Linked DNA regions of Mus musculus: all the other regions are linked to region 1. The links are chromatin contacts, called in public HiChIP or PLAC-seq maps. All regions are on one chromosome and are shown on one strand. The core of a region is the stretch at or near the end of the contact, and the rest is flanking DNA. Distances in the headings are between cores, read along the strand shown. Region 1 has its middle 13 kb from the start of Sema6c. Region 2 holds the start of Mtmr11 (myotubularin related protein 11). Region 3 has its middle 20 kb from the start of Vps45. Region 4 has its middle 22 kb from the start of Anp32e. Region 5 has its middle 5.4 kb from the start of Snx27.

Region 1 (2,750 bases), core at 126-2,625:
TAGGAGCTTCCCAGTGTGAATATACGTTCTACCATCAATTTAGGAAATAATGATGAGCAGTATCTCTGTTCAGTACACATACAGTTTTCCCCCACAAACCCAGGCCTCACAGATGCAGGCAGATTCCATCATGGAGCTGCAGCTCAGCTTTAGTCTTGGGATTCTTCGTGGGCAGCAGCAGTTAAAGTTCAATGTCCTGCTTATTCCTTTATCTGTGCTTTTAAGAGAATGTTCACTTCTCCAGCTGGGAACCCAGAACAAGTGAAAGCAACTGTGTTGCAGTAAGAGCAAGTCCTTGGGCCCTTCCTTGAAACCTTTTGTTCTTTAACTAAAGCTCTCCAAGCGGCTGCCCTCCCCCACCCCACCCCATACACATAACCTTTCTCTCTGTAGCTTTGGCTGTCCTGGAACTCACTCTGTAGACCAGCCTGGCCTCCAACTCAGATCTGCCTGCCTCTACTTCCCAAGAGCTGGGATCAAAAGTGTGCGCCACTATGCCTGGAACTCAATTTCTTTTCTAAGAAATGGAAAGAACATAGGCTAACAGAGACTTGTAAGGCATGAAATACATAGGCTTAAATCTAGCAGGTTAGGTAGGTGTGTGGTGGGCCATTGTTATCTCACTCCCTTGGAGTCTGTGTCAGGAACACTGAATCCAGGGCAAGCCTGGACAGCATAGCTTCCTTTCACCATCTCCCAAAAGCCCCACAATTAAGTGTTCTGTAGGACGTGGTTATTTGCTCAAAATAATATAGGCCACCACCAAAGAGGCAATCCCCTATTACTCATGATAACTTTCTACTGGCAGATTATAATAGTGGATAGTAAATTAAGGGATAGTTGCAGACATTATTGCTAAAAGTGGAAAGACAAACAAACATCCTTTTTAAGTTCAATTAAAAAAAATCTGCTCGGCAGAGTTTTGTTTCTGCTTTTTTCAGGTTCTCATGTATCCCAGGCTGGCAGTGAACTTCTCACTCTCCTGCCTGTGTCTCCTAAGAGCTGGGATTACAGGTGTGTGTCTCCACTTCTAATAGACCACACTATCAGCCCACTTGCTTTGTTAGTAGGAAAAGCAGGATGTGGCGGGAGCCTCCTCCTCAGGGACCTCCGAGCTAATTTCTCAGGCATCCTAGGAGATTATGGGGAAAGCAGGGCCTCAGCAGGCTGAAGCCATCAGGTGTCTAAGGCTTTGGGGACCTGAGACTCAAAGGGTTCCACAATCAAGAGAGCTCCAAAAGCTGCTCGGCATCTTGGTTCTTTAGGGGCAAAGTCACAAGGGCCTGAACGATTTATTACTCAAGTTTGTTGCGTCTTACGGCTGCCACCCCAAGCTTTGGAGCACACAGGTATGAGTCACTGCCATTCGACCCAGCAGATGACCCTTTAGAGCTGTTGACTCCTTACATTTAAGGTTATGCAGGCAGGGTGGAGCTCAGACAGACTGCTTGCTAACATGCCTGAGGCTCTGCGTTTGGTCCCTAGCACTGGGTCAGAAGTTCAAGATAATGCTGGGCATTGAATTTGAGGCTAGCCTGGGAAACATGAGACCCTGTCTCAGTAAAGAAAAGATAGAAAAGAAAAGAAAAGAAAAGAAAAGAAAAGAAAAGAAAAGAAAGGAAAGGAAAGGAAAGGAAAGGAAAGGAAAGGAAAGGAAAAGAAAAGAAAAGAAAAGAAAAGAAAGAAGAAAAGGAAGAAAGGAAGGGAGGGAGGGAGAAAGGAAGGAAGGAAGGAAGAAAGAAAGAAAGAAAGGAAGGAAGAAAGGAAGAAAGGAAGAAAGAAAGAGAGAGAGAAGGAAAGAAAGAGAGAAAGAGAGAGAAACAAAGAAGCAGGTTATATACACAAAACCAGATTTAGTGGCATAGATGTGTGATCCAGCTACTCAGGAGGCTGAGGTAGTAGGATTGCCATGATTTAGAGGACAGACTGGAGTATAGTGAGACGAGAGAGACAGAGAGAGAGACAGAGAGAGAGAGACAGAGAGAGACAGAGAGAGACACAGAGAGAGACAGAGAGAGACAGAGATTGAGAGTAATTGGTATGGAAGCTGGAGGTAGGAACCTGGGAAATCATATACTTATACACTGATCCACGTATTTCAGTCTGTTATGGTTGTTTTTGAGTTTTTAAAAATGTTACTTGCTTTTATGTATAGTTGTGTTCTGTGTGCTTGTATATCTGTGTACCACATGTGTGCCTGGTGCCTACAGAGACCAGAAAAGGGCATCAGATCCCCTGGAACTAGTTACATGTGGTTATGAGCTGCCATGTGGGTGGTGGGAATTGAACCTGGGTCCTCTGGAAGAACAGTCGGTGCTCTTAACCACTGAACAATCTCCCTGGCCTGTTTCTGATTTTAAACCATTTTTTAAAGATTTATTTTTATTTTAGATATATGAGTGTTTTGCTTGCATGCATCTGTGTACTATGTGTATACCGGGTGCCTGCAGAGGGCAGAAGAAGATGTCACATCCTGGACCTTCTGCAACTGGAGTTAACATAGTTATGGTCAATCATGTGAGTGCTGGGAATCAAACCCAGGGTCTCTGCAAGAGCAATAAATATGCTCTTAACTGCTGAACCACCTCTCAAGCCCCACCTCTAGTTTCTTAAATGCAATCTGAGATGAATTTGGATGTCTAAAGCAGTCCAACTAGTTGGCTCAGCCAATAAAGGCGCTTGCCACCAAGTCTTTTTATTCAGTCTGGGACCTTAGCCCATGGAATGATGCCACCCACATTTAGCGTGGG
Region 2 (2,750 bases), core at 177-2,676, 980 kb after region 1:
CCTTGCCTCTCTATCCCCTTTCCATCCAGTGGACATCTATCTGCATTTGTGCTGCAGGTGGTGAGAGTCTTCCTGTTAACCTAATCCTCAACTGCAGCCCCTTTGTGCTTCTGGTTAGGCGATGATCACATCACTTCTCTCCGTCCTGACCATTCCCTCTATATTCTGCTGTTCCCATACCTCAAGATATTAAAGAACAGAATGAGGCTTTCGGAGGAAAGTGGTGGGGAGAAGAAAAGTAGGTCATGGGATTTTGGCACACCTGTTCCTAAGCTGTTCCTTACTACATACTTTATTCCAGAAGCATTGAGGTGTGTGGTGGGGTGGTGGTGACCAGCAGTCTTTAGGACTTCTACAATCAGGCGTCTAGACCAGCTTGCTAGCAAGTACATACCTGTTTGTTCCAGTCTCTGCTCATGCTAGTTCACTATTTCCACAGTTGCAGCCAACAAAGAGAACTTTGGAAGCTGAGGCTGGAAGGATGTGTGCTGTGGGGAAGGGAGTGTTGAATGTCACGGCCCCCACCTAAGGATTGCTGCCTCTGTACAGACTCAAAAACAATAAAACAGCAGCTCATTAACACCTATTTTGTATTTCATTTCCTGTCTTCTCCGTGTTGAAACATGCTGCCCTCAAGCTGCCCTCCTTAGCATCTCTGTTCAGTGCCCTACAGCCCCATCTTTGCTTTTTAAATTCAGCAGGGAAGGAGGGGGAAATGTGATCCTGGAGCTGAAAAGAGTTTTCCAGTCCTTAGCTTTCAAAGTCCAGAACATGAATCATTCATTAGGAGATCTGGTGACTGGGTTGGAGGGGCGGAGTCATGTACCTGGGGCTGGGCTTTCCATAGGAATAGGTGGCTGCGGGAGTGGGGAGGTGCGCTCGCCGGGCGCAAAGGCTGGTTTAGATATACCACGATCTTTTTCTGGGTTTTCTAGCTCCCGCCCCACTGCCGAGATTTGCACACCAAAATACCTGTGCTGTGTCTGCATCCCAGACACACCAATTTCCGTCCACTCCATTCTGCCCCTGGGCCTGTCACGCTCTCCAGAAAAGGACACAAGGTTCAGTTCCCTTTATGTCCCCTTCTCAACCCGTTAGGTTGTCAGAGGAGGCTGAAAATGAACAAAATCACAAAACCCATGAATAAACGAAACCAAAATAACTGAGTTTCCTAGTGTTTCATCTCTCATTGAAAAAGTATAGAGAGCTAGCCCAAAATGTTTTCATTTAACTACTGCTCCCCTCGTCACACCCACTAATATTCACGAACAGAAAGAGACTAAAATGTGGATGTGGGTTAAGGGAATCTGGGTATCCCCAGTTCCCCCATTCCTCCCATCTTTCTTAAGCTCCTCCATTTCCTTTCTACTTTGAAAAAAAAAATTGCGTATTCTCCTTTAAGGGGCTGGGCATCTTGCCTGTTCTCTTAGAGTCACCGAAGTTTCCAAAGAGCCTCCCCTGTCTGGGCAGGACACACCTTTCAAATAAGACCCCTGGAACTGTGCTCCTGGTATCCGAAATGCCGCTACCGCTGCGTCCTCCCCAGCCTCTTTCTCCCCACCTCTAGGATTTAGCCTCTCCCCAAAAAGAGCCAGCATCTTTGAGGACTCCCACCCTTAGCTGCTCTACTCCCGGATGGAGCCAGGGAAATGTGGTGGGGGGGCCGGGGCCAGAGTTTCAACATTGCCCCCCAGAAGGAGGAGCCAGAGATGGGGGTAAGGAAAAGGAATGGGAGGGTAGCTAACAAGAGAGTGTGAATGGGATGCTGTGGAAATTAAAGGGGAAGGAAAGGATTCAGAGGAGGAGGGTGTATCTGTTTTATCAACTGTTATGGAGCTCGTCTGCCTTTTTCAGTCTCGAGTTGTCTCATTATCCATTAACCAGCCCCTCCTTGTCTTGTCTGCCAGCCGCAGTCAGTGATCTCAATTTCCCTGAGAGGAGAGGAGAGCAGAGCAGAGAAGGGGGGGGGGGGGGGGGGGAAGAACCCGAACAAATGAACTCAATGCGGGTCTCCAAAGGCAGCTACTGGAGAAATCCCAGATTCTGAGTTTAGGGGGTCCCAGATTAACTCTCTCCCCTGCTCAGCTCTCTGGACCGAAGTCTAACCCAGGGAACAGGATGCCGGAGCCCAGCAGTCATCAGCTTGGCAGCTGCCTGGCCTCTGGTTGTCTCCCAGGTAATAAAATGACCTCTCTAGATTCCTTTAAAAGTCTTCCTACCCCATCCTTTTTTGTTTTCACCAAAGATACTCCCTATTCCTTTCCTCGAAGTGTTTCTGAGACTCATTCTCCTGCCTCCTTCCTCAGAGCTTGTGGAAGGCCTGGACATTGTTCATTCTGCTTTCTCACCCCGGCTACCACTTTTCTTATTAACTATCCAAAGACCAGTGAGTGTATATGTGCCACGTTCTATGCAGGGTTTTAGAAGTTAAAAAAAAAAGTCTATTCTTTTCCTTCAATTTTACATCTAAGGATAGACGAGTAGCCACATAGAAGTGTGGGGCAGCATTGGGGATAGTTAGACCTTTGCTTCTCTTTCTCCCTTTTAGGGGAGCATATCCTAGCATGGGCACCAGGACGAAGGAAAGGGCCAGGACTAGACCTGCCTGGAACTCTGATCTGCACTAACTTTAGGGTAACCTTCCAGCCTTGTGGATGGCAGCGAAAGCAGGTGAGGTGATTAGTGTAATAGAAAAGCTTGGTGCGGTGTCCCAGCAGTTGGGGGGTGGGGCGTTGAGATGGAAGACCATG
Region 3 (2,750 bases), core at 77-2,576, 900 kb after region 1:
GCCACTGGTGGTGCAGATGCAAAGGCTGAAGGCTCTTCCTTGGAGAACTATTGTTTCAAATGCCAGGATAAGAGGCCTCAGAACATCTTTTAAGGTATCAACTGAACAGGAAGGGCAAATGTGTAAAATGACCTTTACAAGGCAGAGACCTATCCAGAGATCAGCAACAGGGGAAGGCCTGCTGATTCTCAGCCCAGGGGATGCAGGCGGGCTTAAAGAGTGTCTTAAAATGAGTGTGAGGGGGGCTGGTGGGATGGCTCAGTGGGTGGGAGCGCCCGACTGCTCTTCCGAAGGTCCGGAGTTCGGATCCCAGCAACCACATGGTGGCTCACAGCCATCTGTGATGAGGTCTGATGCCCTCTTCTGGGGTGTCTGAAGACAGCTACAGTGTACTTGCATATAATAAATAAATGAATCTTTAAAAAAAAAAAATGAGTGTGAGGGTAGTGGGTGGGGAAACATAGCACTAACCAGTAGCTACAAGAGAAAATGGAGTTCTCCTATTAAAGGGTAAATGAAGATTACAGTTAAAGACAGCACTGAAGACATACCAAAGCAGAACCGTTTAGCATATAGAAAGTGGTATTTAAAACAAAACAAGGGGAAGATACCCAGAGGTCCACCTGCCACACAGCGAGGGGTGGGCACCACTATCATGAGCAAGTATGTGGTAGAGAGATGGGCGAGGAAGAGAAGCAGAATGGTTTGTGCACTGTGAAGAGGGGTGGAACAGGAGACAGGAGGGTGGTGAGGAACAGTAAGTGGACATGGTGATGTCCCAGCCTATACTGCTGTTGAGAGCCAGGTCTCCGTCTGTGGTCTTGCAACAGCAGGGGTCTGTGTTGGTATCAGTGTCCCATATTGCCACCAAATGCCATGGGGATATACCTGGTCTGGGCTCTCGTCTAGGGCCAGGTTGATGTCTGAGGGCTGCAAAAAGCCGGCCCCACCCCTTGCCCACTGCAGGACTCGGGAGAGCAGACACTGCACCTTGCCTGGGCAGCAGAGCTGGTCCTGATGGTGGTGGGGCACAGGCGAGCCCTGCAGTGGCTAGTGTGCTGGAGAGTAGCCTGCACTTCACCTGGTGGTGTGGGTGCAGGAGAACTCGTGGCTGACCAGCTGGTCTACCACCCAGATCCAGACCCAAGGCTACAAGCTGGCTTGCCCCATCTGCTAGAGTAAGTGATGGAGCTGGTCCTGCAGACCCAAAGCTGCTGGATCTCCATGACACAGGGCAACAACAGGATATCCTAGAGGAGTCCTGGTGAGGATCCAGTATTGATAGTGTTGTAGAAACCAGAGGCCTTGAACCAGACCAATGATGACTCATTGCAATGAATATTTGCAAGGAAAACTGTGTGGGCAAAAGGGTATACTGAGGGACACACTGTGACCCACTGCAGCTTCTACATTGAGATTTTTTTTTTTTCTTTTGGGGAGAAGTTGCAGGGACAGAAGACAGGTATGGAAGGAAGGGGAGATGAGTATGGGAGGCATCATGTGAAATTCAAAGACTCAATAAAAAGTTAAAAAAAACAAGCAAATAACAAAACAAGTCCAGCTGGATGACTCTGCAGGGAAAGGGGCTCTCTGCCAAGTCTGACCTCCTGACTCTGATCCCTGGAATCCTCCTGGTGGAAGGAGAAAACCAACTTCTAAAAGTTGCCCTCTGACCTCTACAAGCTTGCTGCAGCGTGGATATACCCCTTCAGCACAGAATAAGTGAGTGTAATAAAAATAGATAACTAAACGAAAGTGAAGCAAAGGCGGTGCAACAGTAGAAATGTTGCCAACTTGAAAGGTGGGAAAAAGTCAATAAAACAGACATGCACTCTAACAAACAGGGCAAAACCAAAGCCAAACCAACCACACAAAGAAAAAACCCAAGCAAGCCAGCAAGCAAGCACCCCACCAACATCTCTGAAAAAGAAAGGGTGGTGCAAGCCTTCTGATTTCAGTGCTGGGGGCAGGGGCAGGGGCAGGTCTGAGTCAGGGAGATGCTGAGTTTGAGGCCAACTTTGGATACAAACCTGACTCAGTCTCAAAAACAAAAATATCAAACAATAACAAAACAAAACAAACAAACAAACAAAAATCCCACTACTCAAACCCAGGGTGTGTGTGTGTGTGAGTGTGTGTGTGATTTTGTGTGTGTATATGAGTGTGTGTAATTTTGTGGGTGTGTGTGAGTGAGTGTGGTGTGTGAACAGGTGGGTACAGAGTCCAGGAGAGGGTGTTAATTTCATTGGAGCTGGAGTTACAGGCAATTTTGAGCCTCCAGGCGTGGGTGCTGGGAACTAAACTCGAATCCTTTGAAAGAATAGTAAATAACAGCTAATCTCCCTCTCCAGCCCCTATTTTAAACCTTTTAAAAGCAAAGGTCTCATACAGCTCACTATTTAGCTGTGGATGGCCTTGAGTCTCTGGTCCTCCTCCCTTTACCTTCCAAGTTCTATGACTATAGGAATGTGCCATGGAGCACAGCTAAATGTTTGCTGCTGCTGCTGCTACTATAACAATAATAACTAGTATTATTTATTAAAGCAAGGAGAATTGTTCCAGGTCTAAATGACTTTATGGATACATTATAGAAAACCTCTAAGAAAAAGATCTGTTTCTCTGGGACTGCAGCTCAGGTGGTAGAGTACTACTTTACATGCAGGGAGCCCTGGGTTGGGCCCTAGCACTGTATAGAACAGGGGTGGTGTCACAAACCTCCAACCCAGCACTTAGAGGGTGGAGGCAGGAGA
Region 4 (2,750 bases), core at 169-2,668, 770 kb after region 1:
CCTTTTCTGAGAATATTGAGTTAAATCCATCTTTGCAGCTCTGAGAATTATTTGTAGATTAGATTATTTTTCTGGATAAGATTAACAATGAGAATTTTAAAAAATTCGAATTCCAAGTGATTTTACAGATTTTTTATTAGATATTTTCTTTATATACATTTCAAATGCTATCCCGAAAGTTCCCTATACCCTCACCCCGCCCTGCTTCCCTACCCACCCACTTCCAATTCTTGGCCCTGACATTCCCCTGTACTGGGGCATATAAAGTTTGCAATACCAAGGGGCCTCTCTTCCCAGTGTTGGCCGACTAAGCCATCTTCTGCTACATATGCAGCTAGAGACACGAGCTCTGGGGATACTGGTTAGTTCATATTGTTGTTCCACCTATTGTTGCAGACCCCTTCAGCTCCTTGGGTGCTTTCTCTAGCTTCTCTATTGGGGGCACTCACTGATAAGTGGATATTAGCCCAGAAACATAGGACACCCAAGATACAATTTGCAAAACACAAGAAAATCAAGAAGAGGGAAGACCAATGGGTGGATACTTCACTCTTCCTTAGAGTAGGGAACAAAATACCCATGAAAGGAGTTACAGAGACAAAGTTTGGAGCTAAGATGAAAGGATGGACTATCCAGAGACTACCCCACCAGGGGATCCATCCCATAATCAGCCACCAAACCCAGGCACTATTGCATATGCCAGCAAGATTTTGCTGAAGGGACCCTGGTATAGCTGTATGAGGCTATGCCAGTGCCTGGCAAATACAGAAGTGGATGTTCACAGTCATCTATAAGATTTTACAGATTTTATTTTGTAATAAAGCTGTATATATCGGAATATGGGGTTCCCGGGCTGCAGTTCGCAGGAGGTGCTGCGCTAGACGCCAACTTTTAAGGAGACTCTTCTAAGGTCGCGTTTCCCACCGCGATCCCCGGGTCGAGCCAGCGTGCTGCCACGTATCGGGTCTTGATAGGCTTGAACAGGTCATGCCATTTATCTAAATGCTTTTGGAAGTCAGTCCTCTGCCGCAGTCCCTGGGCATATCCCGAGCTTCCAATCTTTATTTTCCGTTTTCTAATTGCTGCTACTACAGCAGAGCGCCCTGCTGGGGTCCGCCAAGAACAGGACTTAGGACAGAACTGCAAATCGAGCACTCGTTCCGGAGCTAGCGAAGGCGGATGTGACGTCAGATCGACTACGTCGGATGCACCTGCCAGGCCTGGGCTCCTGGGAGTGAGACACGGTTGCCCCAGGGGCTAAGGGACAGACTCGACCTGACCGAATCCCATCACAAGGACGCCTTTCTAAACTCCACTGGGCCGCAGCTCTGGTCACGAGGCTCGGCCTCACTCCACCACCCCCCCAACCCCCGCCCCATCCCTTGTCAGAGCTCCCGTGCATGCGCAGTCGCGCCGGAAGCACGGCTCTGGAGTTTCCGCATCACGGACCTCAGGGATCCTCTACGCTGTTCATTGTCCTTCGGGTCTCGCAACGTTTGCCTAATGATTCCCAATTTCAGTGTTGCATCATTCTAAAGCCTGATGTTGAAGACTATCGCCCAACCCTGGTTAGCCAGTAATCGGAAACAGCAACGTTATGTGTCTTCTAAAGAAATGAGGGCTAGTTTTGTTTTGTTGTTTTTGGTTTTTTTTCGAGACAGGGTTTCTCTGTGTAGCCCTGGCTGTCCTGAAACTCACTCTGTAGACCAGGCTGGCCTCGAACTCAGAAATCCGCCTGCCTCTGCCTCCCAAGTGCTAGGATTAAAGGCGTGCGCCACCACTGCCCGGTGAGGGCTAGTTTTTTTGTTTGTTTGTTTGTTTTAATTTAGATTTTATGTGTATGAATGTCTTGTGTGTGTGTGTGTGTGTGTGTGTATCACTCGTGTGCCTGGTGCCCTCGGAGGTATCAGATGCTTGGGAGCCTCTGGGGATTGGTCCTCTGTAAGAGCAGCCAGTGCTGGAACTCACGCTGTAGACCAGGCTAGCCTCGAACTCAGAAATCCGCCTGCCTCTGCCTCCTGAGTGCTGGGATTAAAGGCGTGCGCCACCACTGTCCAGCTTGTTTGTACACATTTTTCACTGACCTTGTCCTCAGGAGCTAACCCTCCTATCTATCCATCCCCTTTCCCTACTCCTGGAACTGCTGCTAATTGATAAAACTTAAAACTACATCAGTCAAGTTGAGCAGGTGCTGGGAGAAAGCACTGAAGAAAACCGACTCCGAGACTACACATAAAACAGGAAGACAGCAGGGCTTGGTGGCGCACGCCTTTAATCCCAGCACTTGGGAGGCAGAGGTAGGCGATTTTCTGAGTTCGAGGCCAGCCTGGTCTACAAAGTAAGTTCCAGGACAGAGAAATCCTGCTTCGAAAAAACAAACAAACAAAAAACACGAAGGCTCTTTCTTTACCGAACGAGTGATTCCAACAGAGAGACTTTGTAAAGGTCCATTACAGAGAGAGTTAGGACTTATTTTTCCGTCTTTTAGTCAATCACAGCTGAAGGTAGTTTGTCAAAAGTATCAAAGTAAAATCATCCTTAAATCCTTTTTATTAGAACCAACGAACCACTTTAGAATGTTTGCATCAGTTTGTTTTGTACAGTAGAAGTTTCTTTGGAGGTCTGAGAAACATGGAAAAGGTCTTGGACTGCAGGCCATCCTAGGCCACATAGCCAGTCCTATCCTCAAACAGACAAGGATGGAGCAGAGTGTAGCACAAAGCTAGTGGTTTGGTCCCTGCTATTTGAAG
Region 5 (2,750 bases), core at 177-2,676, 590 kb before region 1:
TTCAGGGCCAGCCTGGGCTATGTGAAATGTCTTAAAAGTTCATAGGCTAGCAGTCAAGATAGCAAAAGACAAAACTAGAACAGTTAAATCACACTGAGAGAGGTGACAGACACTTTCAAGCATCTGGAGGTGAGGGCATAGGGAGATGTGGTTATACATGGACAAATTCACAACAGAGAATGATGGTGAGGGATGTTGAGGTCCGAAAGAACCTCAGTGTAGTGTGGGAATGTGCTGCTCAGTAGGACTGTGGCCGGGAGAACAGAGTTGGAAGACAGGAGAGTTAGAACTTGGGAGGCTCCAAGATACTAGATATTGTCTGTGCCCGGGAATTGGAATTTCATTCCTAGGATTTTAGGGGTCTTTGAATGCTTCTTGAATGGATTAACCACATTGTCAAACTTGCACTTCAGAAAAGTTCATGCTCCGGGACGTCTGGAGAGTGAGCTGAGATAGATAATTAAGAAGCAGTTGCAGTGATTCGGGAGAATTAATGGGACTCAAACTAGGGCGGTAGCAGAGGGGATACAAGGAGGGAGGTGTGGGAGAGGAGAGGCTCAGAACCTGGGAGGATCTCAGGTACCGTGGCACAGGGAGGAAGTGAGGGTACACAGTCCCCCAGTACAAGAAGGAAGAGGAGTGACACAGAGTTCACTTGGAGCCTAGTGAACCTGAAGAGCCTGTGAGAAGCCCAAGACAATTTGTCAAGTCACGACTGGACACTGGAGTCTGGGCCACTGCATAGGTTTGGAAGCCTTTGGGTGGTGACAAATGACAGAGTAAAGTAGACAATACCTTACTCTAAGCTAAGCTGCCCAGGAAACGTTTCCTCTAGCCACTATGCAGAAGACTTGAAGAGCAAAGAGATCAGTTAAGAGGAATCAGAGACCGGGGGACTCGGACACACGGAGTCTTGGAAGTCAGCAAAGCTGTCTTCAGTATCAGACTTGGACCACTCATTGTTTGCAGAGCACATCCCACCTCAGAGCCCAGTTTACCCTCACAAAGGCTCAGATAACAGCAGACCTGCTAATTAACCCAAGAACTGAACCTTGAACTGGAGTGTTCTGACCAAAGCCAGATACTCTCTTTCCTCTGTCCACCATCTTGATAAATTCTCCCTACATCCTGTGACCTGCAGGGGCAGTGAGTTCCATCACCCTTTTCAAGCAGAGATACTTAAGTGGAAACCCCACCTCTGCATGTCTGCTCACACAACCTTTTGGTTGTAGATGTTTTTTACCTTTTTGCTGCTCTGAACTCTCCTCGGCCAAGCCCTAGCTGAAGTCTCTCTCCAGTGTCCCTGAAGACTGCTACTCTCTCTGACATTTCCCTTTTCTAAATCCCTGAGGCAACTACAGTTCCGGATGACCCCTTAATGAGTCACGCTCTTGTGTAACCCCCTCCCTTGAAGGTAAGTAGAACCCGTGACTTGCTTCTGGGCAATAAAATGTGCCAAAGTTGACAGCTGTGTCACACCCATGATTCTGCTGTGTCAAGTAAGGCTGCTTCTTAGCAAGACTGGTCCTGCTGGCTTTGGGGAAGGTTCAGAACTGTCTAGGAGGCAACCCACATACGTGAAGCAACAGGGGACTTCAGAACCTGAGTGGCTCTTGGGGATAGGAAGACCATAGGTCCCTCCAACTTATATCCTCATGAAATTCTGCCAACAAACACATGACACGTGGAAGAGGACCCAAGTGCCACAAAGAAACCGCCTAACAGAACCTTGATTGTAGCCATGTGAAATCTGAATAGAGGCCCCAAACAAGCTGTGCCTAGATGGACTCTTGACACCAAGCCCTCCAATAGGAAGAACAGCTGTTTTAAGCTGCTGGGTCTGTAGTAACAAAAACAGCAAAAGGAAAATCAATGTAACTCCTTACTGCATCTATGGTCAGCACAGCTCAGTTTAGAACATGACAGAGAGTATTTAGCTGGGCTTTACCTTCCCAAGCTGAATGCAAGCTTCCAGAAAATGGCAAACTGGTCCTTGCAGAGGGCCCGAGTTTGAGTTCCAGCATCCACATAATGCCTCACAACCATCCACAACTTCAATTCCACAGTATCACATACCCTCTTCTGACTTGCAAGGGCACCAGACAAGCAAGTGGTGCACAGACAGACAGACAGACAGACAGACCTGTAGGCAAAACACTCATACACAAAGGAAAGCAAGCAAGTTCCCCAGCAGTCACCTTCCTAGTGTTCTCTCCTGTCTCACATGCTAATAAGCTAAACCAACCATTGACAACAACAAACACAACTGCCTTGGCTAGTTTAAACGAGTCAAGACTGTCTCCTGACACTAAGAGTAGGGCTGTCCCTGAATGTATAGCTTCCAATGAATACCAGACTCAAATTGGAGTTCTGCAAATACAAAAGGTGGGAGCAAGAAGAGATAAAAAGTTAGAAGGGTGGGCTTTGAGACGCTTCCACATGACACCACTTCGTCTCCATGGAGATATGAAAGCAAGAAAGAGAGAAAGAGAGAAAGGAAGAGAGAGAGAGAGAGAGAGAGAGAGAGAGAGAGAGAGAGAAAGAAAGAAAGAAAGAAAGAAAGAAAGAAAGAGGAAGAGAGGAAAAGAGAAAGAGAGGAAGGAAGGGAGGGAGGGAGGGAGGGAGGGAGGGAGGGAGGGAGGGAGGGAGAGGTGCAGCATAAGTGCAGGCTTCTAAGCCCCGTTTCTGGCTTAGGATCAGGGGCTGGAGAAGGGGCTGGAGGCTCCATGTCAGGCCTGGAAGGTGGCAAA

The links. HiChIP or PLAC-seq counts read pairs in DNA pulled down with a chosen protein or histone mark.
Region 2: a contact with region 1 is called in a FOXA1 HiChIP or PLAC-seq map of pancreatic cancer cells. The contact joins the promoter of Mtmr11 here to the enhancer-like site in region 1. A contact is called at or near these places in 1 of 39 promoter capture datasets (pre-B cells), 1 of 115 datasets of contacts at active chromatin or transcription factors (pancreatic cancer cells) and 1 of 9 other capture datasets (liver).
Region 3: a FOXA1 HiChIP or PLAC-seq map of pancreatic cancer cells shows a contact between it and region 1. The contact joins two enhancer-like sites. A contact is called at or near these places in 1 of 39 promoter capture datasets (neutrophils), 1 of 484 Hi-C or Micro-C datasets (embryonic stem cells) and 1 of 115 datasets of contacts at active chromatin or transcription factors (pancreatic cancer cells).
Region 4: a contact with region 1 is called in a FOXA1 HiChIP or PLAC-seq map of pancreatic cancer cells. The contact joins two enhancer-like sites. A contact is called at or near these places in 1 of 39 promoter capture datasets (liver), 1 of 484 Hi-C or Micro-C datasets (uterus) and 2 of 115 datasets of contacts at active chromatin or transcription factors (differentiating embryonic stem cells and pancreatic cancer cells).
Region 5: a contact with region 1 is called in a FOXA1 HiChIP or PLAC-seq map of pancreatic cancer cells. The contact joins two enhancer-like sites. A contact is called at or near these places in 2 of 39 promoter capture datasets (liver and pre-B cells) and 1 of 115 datasets of contacts at active chromatin or transcription factors (pancreatic cancer cells).

Annotation. Positions count from the first base shown.
Region 1 is chr3:95,176,401-95,179,150 of GRCm38.p6, forward strand. No RefSeq gene overlaps it. Among named protein-coding and RNA genes, the nearest start is that of Sema6c, 13 kb to the left of the region's middle. Within about 2 kb of position 1,376, at least 30 of the 459 cell types and tissues checked have an H3K27ac peak or open chromatin away from gene starts, as enhancers often do. A contact at or near this core is called in pancreatic cancer cells, where this site is marked.
Region 2 is chr3:96,160,544-96,163,293 of GRCm38.p6, forward strand. Mtmr11 (myotubularin related protein 11) reads left to right here and starts at 1,427. Exons shown (of 17, transcript NM_181409.3): 1 at 1,427-1,715; 2 at 2,086-2,176; 3 at 2,549-2,670. The coding sequence starts at 1,650. It overlaps Otud7b (OTU domain containing 7B), which reads left to right. Exons shown (of 12, transcript NM_001025614.1): 12 at 1-586.
Region 3 is chr3:96,077,320-96,080,069 of GRCm38.p6, forward strand. No RefSeq gene overlaps it. Among named protein-coding and RNA genes, the nearest start is that of Vps45, 20 kb to the left of the region's middle. Within about 2 kb of position 1,327, at least 16 of the 459 cell types and tissues checked have an H3K27ac peak or open chromatin away from gene starts, as enhancers often do. A contact at or near this core is called in pancreatic cancer cells, where this site is marked.
Region 4 is chr3:95,949,888-95,952,637 of GRCm38.p6, forward strand. No RefSeq gene overlaps it. Among named protein-coding and RNA genes, the nearest start is that of Anp32e, 22 kb to the left of the region's middle. Within about 2 kb of position 1,419, at least 443 of the 459 cell types and tissues checked have an H3K27ac peak or open chromatin away from gene starts, as enhancers often do. A contact at or near this core is called in pancreatic cancer cells, where this site is marked.
Region 5 is chr3:94,586,740-94,589,489 of GRCm38.p6, forward strand. It overlaps the pseudogene Gm15235. Among named protein-coding and RNA genes, the nearest start is that of Snx27, 5.4 kb to the left of the region's middle. Within about 2 kb of position 1,427, at least 75 of the 459 cell types and tissues checked have an H3K27ac peak or open chromatin away from gene starts, as enhancers often do. A contact at or near this core is called in pancreatic cancer cells, where this site is marked.